Regions from separate parts of the Mus musculus genome. Here region 1 is linked to region 2. The links are chromatin contacts, called in public Hi-C maps. All regions are on one chromosome and are shown on one strand. Each heading gives the region's core, a stretch centred on a gene start, on an enhancer-like site or on the middle of the called end of the contact. The rest is flanking DNA. Distances are from core to core; before and after follow the strand shown. Region 1 overlaps Arhgap42 (Rho GTPase activating protein 42). Region 2 overlaps Arhgap42 (Rho GTPase activating protein 42).

Region 1 (5,611 bases), core at 375-2,874, 150 kb after region 2:
GATAATACTTATATAAAGCTTTAATGGAACACATACATTGCAGATGTTCACATGTGTTTCAAAACATTTTAATGGCAATAGAAAATGTGTTTAAGTCAGTGGCAAATTTACTATTTGGGGCCAAAACCATTCAGCTGCAATAGAGCTGTCTTTTAGGTTCTTCTTTGGTAAAGGTTTTCTGCATTACAGATGGAGTCGTCATTTGCTCGAGAGTTATAGGTACAGAAAAGAGGCATTATGAAACATGTAGGTTTCATAATGAACCAACCATTCTATGTATGGATGTATGTATATATGTATATACATCACTGATTATCTTCTTCAAAATGAAACACAGGTGTTATAAGAGATAGCCTGGTGGTTAACAGCACTTGATGCGTTTGCAGACTTGGGCTCAGTTACCAATATTCACATGTGGCTCATGACCATCTGTTACTCGAGATCCAGAGGACCCAATGCTCTCTTCTAGCTTCCAAGACATGCACACCTGTCTTGTGTGTGTGTGTGTGTGTGTGTGTGTGTGCAAATATCCAGCCATAAAATAATATATTAATTTTCAAAAATAATGCAAAAAATATAATTTATAAAAATTAGGAAAAGTTCAAATCACTTTTATTTCAAAGGTATCAGGTTGCTGACACACTTAGCTCACACATGACAGTTGGGCATTTTAGATTACAGGAGCAATGACAATATCACACTCCTGTTCCTGTGTTTCGTCCTTGTGCAGAGTGACCAGCTCTGGGAAGCATAAATGACTGAGACTCCACACTATTTCAGTCTCGGGGTCACCTCCCTCTCTCACAGCTTCAAAGAACATACAGGAAGACCCAGGTGGCAGTGTGACAAGGGCAATCAGTTAAGGCTGTAATACTAGCACATGTATTTGCCACACCACAAACAAGTTCTTGCCTCTCATCCAGGAGGGAATTGTCTGCTGGAGAATAAAACATTATTGTCATCAATAGAATCAACATTACATTAGCCCGTGGCCACCCATGAGGAGGAGGCAGAAAGTGGTGTTTCAAAGCCTGGGTAAGAACTGATTTCAGGAAGAAAAAGGAAACGAATCCCATCCCCCTTCTGTTAGAACATCTGCTGTCACCCTTCTATTTTCTGAAAAGGTCACAGAGGTTCCCTCCAGTTTGCTTGTTTAAAAAACTGAAGAACGCATTTAGAAAGGCTGGAAGTCTCTACTTGGACCAGACACCCTGTGGCTTTCCTTCCAAGCCTGGGCATGTCAAAACAGCACCCAACCATCAGTCATTAGACAATGACAGGTGAAGCCTACTCTTAGGATTAGCTAAAGACAAAACAATGGTTTTTAGATTAAAAAAAAAATACTTCCCACACTAGGTTATTTTATATCATCAACTTAATCTCTACTTTTATTTGGGGGTACTGTGGGAAAGCAGTCCCTCACAGAGAATCTGCTTAATGGGCAATATCTTATATCAGTGTTCCCTACTCATCACTCAGTTGCTATGCTAGTAATTCAGAACGCAGGAAGATGCTGTGCTTAAAATCGAGGCATTCAAGAAGCATCAGTCTCCCAGAGGGGACGCAGAGAGAAGGAAAGGGAAGGAATGTGCAAAGGTCGCTCATGGGACAGGGTCACAGAACACACAACAGTACTGAGTTCATTTCTTTCCCACACTCGGTCTTCATCACACACTCAAACTCCAGGCCGTCCCAGACTGCCTATGGTCTTTCAGGAGGCCCCAGGTCTCACTAGGGCCCAACTCAGACACACTCTTCCTTGTCTGTCACATGTACTCTGCAAAACATCCAGACAGCCCATCAGATAAATCTGTCTTCTTCCCTGAAGCAAGCCCAATTATTGGAAGCCACATGCCCTTGCTCCAGGGCTTCATAGAGAACCTTTCATTACCCATGTCTTCTTAGGACAAGAGATAAGAATCATAATACTCTGCTTACATATACACAGCACACCCACACATGAACACAGGCATGTGGCTGTCTGGGATACATTTGGAGAAATGCGTCATTAGGCGATTTAGCCACTGCATACTTACACAACCCCAGATGGTCCAGCCTGTCACTTCTAGGCTACACAGGAGTGAAATCATATATATGCATGCAGTCAGTTGTTGACCAAACACTGTTAAACAGCTCATGTAGCAATATGTGTTTTACAACAATATATTTATTAGTAAAGATCCAAAGCCATAGCAGCCCTGTGCCAAACTCTAGAAGTGGCTAAACTTTCCCCAGAGCAGAAGAGGAGAGCCTGAATCACAGGAGGTCACAGGAGTTTCCAGGTCTCCTTCATTCCAGACCTCAGATGCACAGCACCCCAGCAAAGCCTTCCTTCCTTCAGCCATTTGCCCTCACCCCTCATCAGAACTCGCTCCTCATAGTGCCGCCTTCCTAGTAGGTTTGAATTCCATTTCCACTAGGGAGTAGCTTTTTCTGTCTCAGCCAGATTGCTTAAGCTCTTCTTCGTAGTCTCAGTTTTCTATCTACAGAAGAAGTGCTGTTTGGAAGATTAGGAGAATAAACTTATAAGTTTCCTCATCGAATATATTTTCTCCTCTTTTATAACAAAAGAAAAAAGACATGTGCAAACTGGCAAAAGGAAGGGGAAGGGGTTAGGAGTTAGTCAGATAGCTAGGTTTTCCCTTTAATTTTGTTGTTGTTGTCTACGTTTTTTAAAATATTTTTTATTTGTTTACCTATTTATTTTACTTACTAACTTTATATCCTGCTCGCTGCCCCCTCCTGGTTACCCCCTCCCATAATCCTTCCCCCATCCCTGTGGGTTTTGTATTTTAATGAGGCAGGGTCTTGAGTAGCCCAGGTTATCTATGTAGCCCAGGTTATCTATGTAGCTGGGGAGGATTCTCCTGCTTCTTATTTTCTGCCTGCTGGAACTGCAGAAATGCACCTCCATGCCTGGCTTTACATGTACTGAGGGAGCAAACCTAGGGCCTTCATGCATGGTAGGCAAGTGCTTTAGAAACTTGCATGCCCAGCCAGCTGGTGTTTTTTAAACCTGGACTGCACATGGAAACTGCACTGAAACAACAGTATCTAAAATGTTTTAGCATTTTAGGCTTCACCGAAACATGAAAAAGTCCAGAAATTAATTATACAAAAACACTAACCCAATACAAAGGTTTTAGGAAGTCCCAAAGAATTAACAAGCATTCCAATTTTTAGGTCAATATTAAGAAAATGGAATTCCATTTAAAAAATAACTATCCTGCCTCCGGACACATCTCCCACAGAAATATTTTCACATAGCCACCACCTCTCTAGGTAAACGGTGGCTGGAACATAGGTCGGGTGCTTTGGGCAGCTGTGTGCTCGGGTGGGGCATGAAAGGAATGAATGTGGTTATCAAGGCGTTTCTGAGTAAGGAGCCCTTGGAAGGAGATGACAGTGAGGGGTCATGGGAAAAGAAGTTCCCTTCACCCCACTTCCTGGCCGCATTCACAGTGTACAGGCCATCAGCAACTGATGTTTACCAAAGGGAACTGAAGAGGGGACTCTCTGGGTGGGGGAGAAACATCGAAGACCACAGATAGATACAGAGCTTACGCTTATAACATTATACTGGGCTCTCTGGGTGGGGGAGGGACAATGAAGCCCACAGATACAGGGCTTACTCTTTATTACATTACACTTTAAAAATGCTAGACATGGTTTGCAGGCTTTAGCACATTTCACCACACCAAACAGTTAATCCCTACAGCTTTGATAAATCCAGATAAATCAAGAAATTCTTCAGTTAATCACACAAATAAAATTCAATGAAGAGAAAAGACAATGTTCATTGTATCCTTTTTAGAACAATATGTTTGCAATCTGAGGTTACTTTCAGTGTCCTAAAAAGAAATATTTCAGGATTGCAAATTAAGAGCTGAAGGGGTCTGTAGCAGGAACAACAATATGAACTAACCAGTACCCCCAGAGCTCGTGTCTCTAGCTGCATATGCAGCAGAGGATGGCCTTGTTGGCCATCAATGGGAGGACAGGCCTTTGGTCTTGTGAAGATTCTATGCCCCAGTATAGGGGAATGCCAGGGCCAGGAAGTGGGAGTGGGTGGGTTGGTGAGCAAGGGAGGAGGTGGGGGGGATAGGGGATTTTCAGAGAGGAAACAAGGAAAAGGGATAGCATTTGAAGGATGGACCTTCCAGAGACTGCCCCACCTGGGGGGTCCATCCCATAATCAGCCACCAAACACAGACACTATTTCATATGCCAGCAAGATTTTGCTGAAAGGACCCTGAAATAGCTGTCTCCTGTGAGGCTTTGCCAGTGCCTGGAAAATACAGAAGTGGATGCTCACAGTCATCTATTGGATGGAACACAGGGCCCATAATGGAGGAGCTAGAGAAAGTACCCAAGGAGCTGAAGGGGTCTGCAACCCTATAGGTGGAACAACAATATGAACTAATCAGTACCCCCAGAGCTCGTGTCTCTAGCTGCATATGTAGCAGAAGATGGCCTAGTAGGCCATCATTGGGAAGAGAGGCCCCTTGATCTAGCAAACTTTATATGCCCCAGTGCAAGGGAATGCCAGGGCCAAGAAGTGGGAGTGAGTGGGTAGAGGAGCAGGAGTGGGGGAGGGTATAGGGGACTTTTGGGATAGCATTTGAAATGTAAATGAAGAAAATATCTAATAAAAAATTTTAAAAATAGAAATGTAAATGAAGAAAACATCTAGTTAAAAAAAAAAAAAAAGAAAGAAAAAAGAAAAAAAAAGTTCTCCTGGTTGAAACAAGCTTGCTGGGGGGGGGGGGGGGAACAGTTGGAAATAACTTGAATTTCATAAAAATCCAAGAATATTTTGATCAACAAAAGCCCCTTACATCACGATTTCTTTTGAAAAACTCAGTTGAGAAATATTAAACAATTAACAAACCTTTTGACAATATTGCCAGCTTTGCTGTATTTTTAAAGGAGTCTAAGCTAGTCATGGATGCTCAAGCTAAGCAATTGGGAAATGAAGACAGAAAAGTCAGGAATTCGAGGCCAGCCACAGCCCCATTGTGAGTTCAAGACTCAGCTTAACTACATAAGACCTAGTCTTAAATTCTTAGGAAGGAAGGAAGGAAGGGAGGGAGGGAGGGAGGGAGGGAGGGAGGGAGGGAGGGAGGGAAGGCCGAATGTGTATACATTCTATGGGCCTTTGTCTTAATCCTGGGAGTCTAAAAAGAGTACAAGCCCATTTCAAAAAGATCTCAAATGAAGGTTGATCTCAATAAACAGCTTATCGCTTCAGTTCCAGTACATATTTTCTTTGCAGTTATGAATTTACCAATGGAAACGGGCCTCAGTGCCTAGGCTTGAATGTTATTAAACAGTCTGACAGAATGTGGAGCATCAGCCTCCCTGTGGAATGCAATGGGCTTCATTTCCCTCCTGCTTCTTAAAGAAGAGAGCATCAAAATATTCAAAAGAATGAGCTATAATAGCAAACAGATCTCCACATGCTTACTTCATTTGTAAAGTAAATTTTCCATCATCTTTTTCCATTCTCTGAGTGATAATTATCAGTTCCTAATAGCATCCTCTTCACTATATCAAGGCGAAAATGTGGCCTGCAGACTTCATACATACTACTCTGATAAAACATTTCCTT
Region 2 (5,621 bases), core at 148-2,647:
ACCCTAACAAAAGTGTGTCAAAAAATAAAGTCCAAAGCCTACTCCCAGAGCTCTCGGTGGATGGTCCATGAGAGGTGATCCTCAGAGAGAGTAGGGTCTTTATCTGGGGACTATCATGCTGCTTTATTCTTTTAACTATAAAGATTGACTGGGTCTTTCAACTGCTTCCTTTCTCCTATCCCAACTGAGGTAATTGTAGCTGATACTGAAAGAACTTGTAAAGTCTCTCTGGCATCTGCAATTTTGCATTTTATTTTATTTTACTGAAGACAGACAACCATCTTCTACATTGAAAAATAAAACAAACCAACCAAACAAACAAAAGACAAAAACAAAAAAACCACAGTGCAGACAAGCTAAAGGCAAAATTATTTCTGCTGGGGAACCTAAGTGCAAAAGCAGAAATCCAAACATGATGAGAAAAATCCAATTGCATAGCTCTGCAGGGACATGCCAGCTCAGTAGCACACTGTCAAGATTCCATGATGATGAGACCCAGATAAGCAGAGAGACACACACCTTTTACAGAAGACTAAGTGAAGGGTATTTTGGCTAGATTGCTATCCACTCAGGCATTCAGTGATTGATGACTCAACAGTAGGATTTTGTTCTTCCCCGGGTTTGAGGATGGCAGAAATGTATTGGCCAATTGTAGACATGTCACTATGTGTTCTGAGACCAAAAGAGCTAGAGGACATCACAAAATAAGCTGGTAGAAACGGATAATGTATAAATGGCGCTCATCTGTATGTTAAAGCAAGGCATTTGAATGCTTCAAAACTACTTTTAAATATTCTGCAAATAATTAATTGCAGGTGTTTTGCATGTGTTTTCAGAGATATTAGACATAGAACACGAAGCCAGAGACCTTCCCTTTGAAACTGGAGAAATCCTGCTTTCTCAACAAATGAGACTTGCCTAAAGCCAGCCAGTCCCTTTTGTGTTCCTGGCTTTGAGGAGTAACTGAGAGATGGAAGACAAACACACTGTGAGTCCCTGTGATGTTTTGGTATCTGCATATATTGTGAAATCATTTCTATAATCAGGCTAAGTAATATATGCATCACTACATGTATTTTCTGTCCTTGTTTGTGTGATGAGAAGAATTGAAGGTCCATTAAAGAAATTTCAGGTATATACACTGTACTAACTATACTCAGCACAGAGGATGTGAGAATCCCATTCACCCTGAGTCACCCACTAAGCTAACAAGATTACTACTAACTTGCAAGGACCCTGCTTTGTAATACTTTTATAAAACCCAGTAACATACATTTTTCTAACATGAAATCAGTTCTTCTTTGGCATATATTCACCTAGTTGCTACAAAATAAGTCATGAGGATGTCTGTAAAGAGGACTCCCTAAGCTACTGTGGTTTGCCACATTTACATAAGGTCTGGCTTGGTCCTAACTGAGTCACTTTGAGGTCATTGCTAAGGGATGGCAAAGAGGACAGAGTATCCTTACATTCTGCAAGTTGAATTGTAGCTGTTGCTTGTACGGTGCAAATTCCTGGGCAAGTTCATATCCCTCGTGGTAAAATGTAAACAAACCCTGAAGGAAGGACAAAAGCTGCAAAAGATAAAAACATGCACGTAAAAAAATCATAAAAATTTGCTTTTCTATATATGAAAAGACCATCCAATACAAAATATCAAGGTGATTATCAGTCATTCTAATTTCTCAAAGTAATGATTTTTGATCAATGCATTTAGCCATGGAAACATGGGTGTGAGGCAGAAACAAGAGGTCATTGCCCCTTCACTGTCTTTCCCTGAGGTCATGAACATGCATTGTCCGCTGCTCTACCTTCCAAATGCATCATCAAACAACCACTGGGGGCCGCTAAGGGGATCACAGAGAACTGGGAAAGGTCTCTAGACAAAACAGAAGGTGAAAAGGCATTAGATTTAGAGACTGGGCAGGATATCCCAGGAAGGAGCTGGCCACAGTCAATAACAATTTGTCCAGAGGGAGAAAAGAAAATTTACCAGCAGGTGGCAGTATAGATCCTGTTTTGACTAGGGAAGTCTATTCAAGGAGAATTTAAAGCAGATTAAGAGTGAGTTCGAGGCCAGCCTGGTCTACAAAGTTAGTTCCAGGACAGCCAGAGCTATATAGAGAAACTCTGTCTTGAAAAACCAAAAACCAAAAACAAAACAAAAAAAAAAAAAAACAAAAACAAAAAAAAAAAGAGTTGAGTCAGAACATAGGATCACATGATCATTTTTACTCTGAGCAAAATCTTCAGAAAAGAAATTTCATATTCCTAGCCTTGAAATAACAAATTCTTTTGTGCTTACATCTGTAAATAAGGAGGACTTATAAAATTATGGGATGAGTATGTATGTTACTAAGTTTATCTAGAAAAAATGATTCATTTGGTACTTTATATAATTGCCTGCAGTCTTATTCCATAGCCATAGCCACTGTCTCGGTCAGCCTACAGCTTCTTGCTGCAATAGAGTGGAAAATACCTTCAAAAGAAGCCTATACTGTACCATTTGTTATTTTTCAAATTAAAAAGAGAAAGGCTATTTGAAACCATCTTCTTATGAGAGTGGCTTCTCTCACCTCCTCTGTGTGGGGAGGCAGGAACACCCAAGAGTCATCCCATGTGTGTGTTGGGATTGCTAATTCGAGTATGAGCCGGATCTACTAGGGAATGATGACTTCATGCTTTTCTTTCAACATGCAAGTCAACTCCATTCTGAGTTAGGTTCATTTTTAGGAGTTTAACACTAAAAATAATTTCTTAAGTTTTTTTTTTTTCATTTAACTTAATTCTCCAGTTTAGAGCAAACTGGGGCTTAAAGCTGAATTTAAACACTTCCAGGTAGGCCCTGCATGTGTAGATCTAGACTTTTTCAAAGATTAAAAAACATTAAAATACTTCTGAAATGCCTAACTAACAGCAGTCCTCTGACTAGCCATTAGAAGAGCATTTTCTCTGTTGGCATCAGTAATTGGCCCACAGTGAAACTCTCCCACTGAGGATTAGACATCATAGGTAGTGGGTCATTTCAAAGCCATCAGAAGCCACCCAGTTAATTACATTTACAGGGAAGATATTTTTAAAACATTGCAAAAACCTACAAAATATCTAACACCCTTAAATCTACTTTTCTAATATTCTGACTTCTCAGAGTATGGGAGCGGGAAGGCATACTGTGTCAGAAATATCATGGCATCTAAATAGTGTGTGTGGATTCCTGGAGTCTAGCTTGAGGCTCTGGAGTACAGTTAGTTTATCTATTAAAAAATTAGATGCATACAGAAGTGTCACATGTTTGTCAAGTCACTCGAAAGGAAGTAATTTGATAGAGATTGTGGCGAGCCAGCACTCTCCACTGAGACCTGTTTGCTAATTGAGCTTTAAAAGTCATGATTCCAGCACTTCTGTCTCTCTGAGGTTGCTCTGTATCCTAAGCATTTCCAACACATCGACTGCCACAGACAGAAATCCCCCTGCCAGCCTCATTAGTGGGGCTGTAGAACGTCGTAATAGGAAGCATGCATTTTCTTCCAACACATTCTAAGCACCCAGAAGGGAGTGAACAATTTTATTGAAGCACATAAAAATTACATACCGAGAGATGGCTCAGAGGTTAAGAGTACTAGCTGCTCTTGCAGAGGATCTGGATGCTGACATCCAGCCTCCAAATGGCAGCTTATAACACGCTGTAACTCTGGTTTCCAGGGATTTAGTGGCCCTCTTTTGGCCTCCATGGGTATTAGGTACATATATGGTTCACATACATACATGCAGACTAAGCTTATACACACACAAAGTAAAATAAATAAATAAATCTGAAATATTAATTAATGGCACACCAAGAGCGGTCACCTTTTTCCTTGATGCTGCATTTCCTTGGAAGAAGCTTGGTAAAGTCTAAACAAAATGGGTGTGAAAGAAGAGTCCCTAGATGGCGGTAGAGCTCAACGTTTTAAAAAGGAGTGTGTCCATGTACAGGCTGGTGGCACACTAGACAGATGCCATGGTGGTAAACCAATGGCGGTCAGTAGAAAGACCCAGGGAATATGGACACCTGCCCTTCCCAGACCTTCGTCATCTTTGGTCAGTATGGGGGAAAACAAACAAACAAACAAACAAACAAACAAACAAACAAAAAGAAATAAGGCTTAAGCTCTCTATAGAGTAAATGTGACCTTCACAAAAATGATAATAAGGACTAATTGATGTATAATTTTATTTTACACTTAGTATTTTGTGTCTATGTGTGCATGCAGTGGGTGAGTGTGTCACGGTGCACATGTACAGAACAATCAAGAAGGAGTTGGCACTTTCCTTCTACCATGTGGGTTTTAGGGAATAGGGCTTGGTGGCAAGTACTTTTTCTCCAGATTCACATTCGTTTAGTACCAGGAAACTCTGTCACACTTTATTGTTTCCATGGTGTTTAGAGTTAAATTGTTATTTATTAGCCCTCAAACAAAACCAAAAGTCAAAACTTATATACATACTGCAATAAATTGACTGTCATAAAAAAGACCTGTGCCAAGAAGTTTAAGTGGGATGTCACAATTTGGGATAAGGTAAGGAGAAACACACACACACACACACACACACACTTCAAGTGAATGGAAGCTTCCATTTCCTCACAGTTCAACAATACTAATCATACTTGACATCATGACACCATGTTTTTAGATAATTTTTAGAACTAAATAAACGTTCATAATCTTCCCACCTATTGGTGGCCACTTGACTAAAATCCAAATGGATTCGTGGGCATGCATTAGCTACTCATCTCTACACAGACAACTCAGTGGGATAAAGTAAGATGATAGAGCGGGGGCAGTGCCTAGTAAGAGGCAGAACCAGCTGCAGCAGGATGCTCCAAAGCCCCTACTTCCCACAGCCACACACCAACTTCTCATAGTTCCACAACCTCTGGAAACTGGGACATGCATTAAAATACATGGGCATGTGGAGGACACTCCACACCAAAGTACATGTGTGTAAAAGGAAATGCAAGACATCTAGAGTACAAAGCAAATTGCAAAACTAACCATTTGCCACTGCCCTGAACTTGTATACACAAAATACTAAAGAATCCATTTTAAAGAAAACTAATAGAACTAATAAGCCACTTCTGTGAGATTAGTGTGCAAAGACTGAGTTTATACTGGCATACACTACAACAGACAATCTGAAATGAAATTAAGAAAACTCCCATCTTCAACTGCCTTAAAGGAATAAAATACTTACCAGCTAATTTGGTAAATTTAATTCAAAACTTATTTTGAAAACCATGAATGTAGCATAAATAAATTAAAAATTGAAACAAATAAAATCTCTCCCTTTCACAGTTTGAAGAACTTGAAACTGTTAAGAAGGTATTTTCTCCACATTGAAAGGCAAGTACGGTAAAATCAAAACCACACGTCACATCTTTGCAGAATCCAGAAATTGTAAATTCACATAGAATGGGAAGCAGTACTAGCTGACCAAAGAGCTCTTAGTAAAAATAGAGTAGGAAGGCTTACACATCTTATGTCATTCCAACTTAATGCCAGACAGCATAAATGGGCAGCTCACTGTGATGGGAACTGACAAACAGATACATATCAGTGACCATGGCAGAGTTTGAATGG

Evidence for each region. Hi-C and Micro-C count contacts between places; a contact is called where the count stands out from the background.
Region 1: a Hi-C map of the C2C12 cell line shows a contact between it and region 2, with 4 times the contacts expected there. The contact joins two enhancer-like sites. A contact is called at or near these places in 4 of 484 Hi-C or Micro-C datasets (the C2C12 cell line, adipose-derived mesenchymal stem cells, embryonic stem cells and 1 more).

What each region holds. Positions count from the first base shown.
Region 1 is chr9:9,197,702-9,203,312 of GRCm38.p6, forward strand. The region is part of intron 1 of Arhgap42 (Rho GTPase activating protein 42); the gene reads right to left. Among named protein-coding and RNA genes, the nearest start is that of Gm16833, 36 kb to the right of the region's middle. Within about 2 kb of position 1,625, at least 44 of the 459 cell types and tissues checked have an H3K27ac peak or open chromatin away from gene starts, as enhancers often do. A contact at or near this core is called in the C2C12 cell line and adipose-derived mesenchymal stem cells, where this site is marked.
Region 2 is chr9:9,047,419-9,053,039 of GRCm38.p6, forward strand. Arhgap42 (Rho GTPase activating protein 42) reads right to left here. Exons shown (of 24, transcript NM_001372563.1): 7 at 1,470-1,574. Among named protein-coding and RNA genes, the nearest start is that of Pgr, 150 kb to the left of the region's middle. Within about 2 kb of position 1,398, at least 14 of the 459 cell types and tissues checked have an H3K27ac peak or open chromatin away from gene starts, as enhancers often do. A contact at or near this core is called in the C2C12 cell line and adipose-derived mesenchymal stem cells, where this site is marked.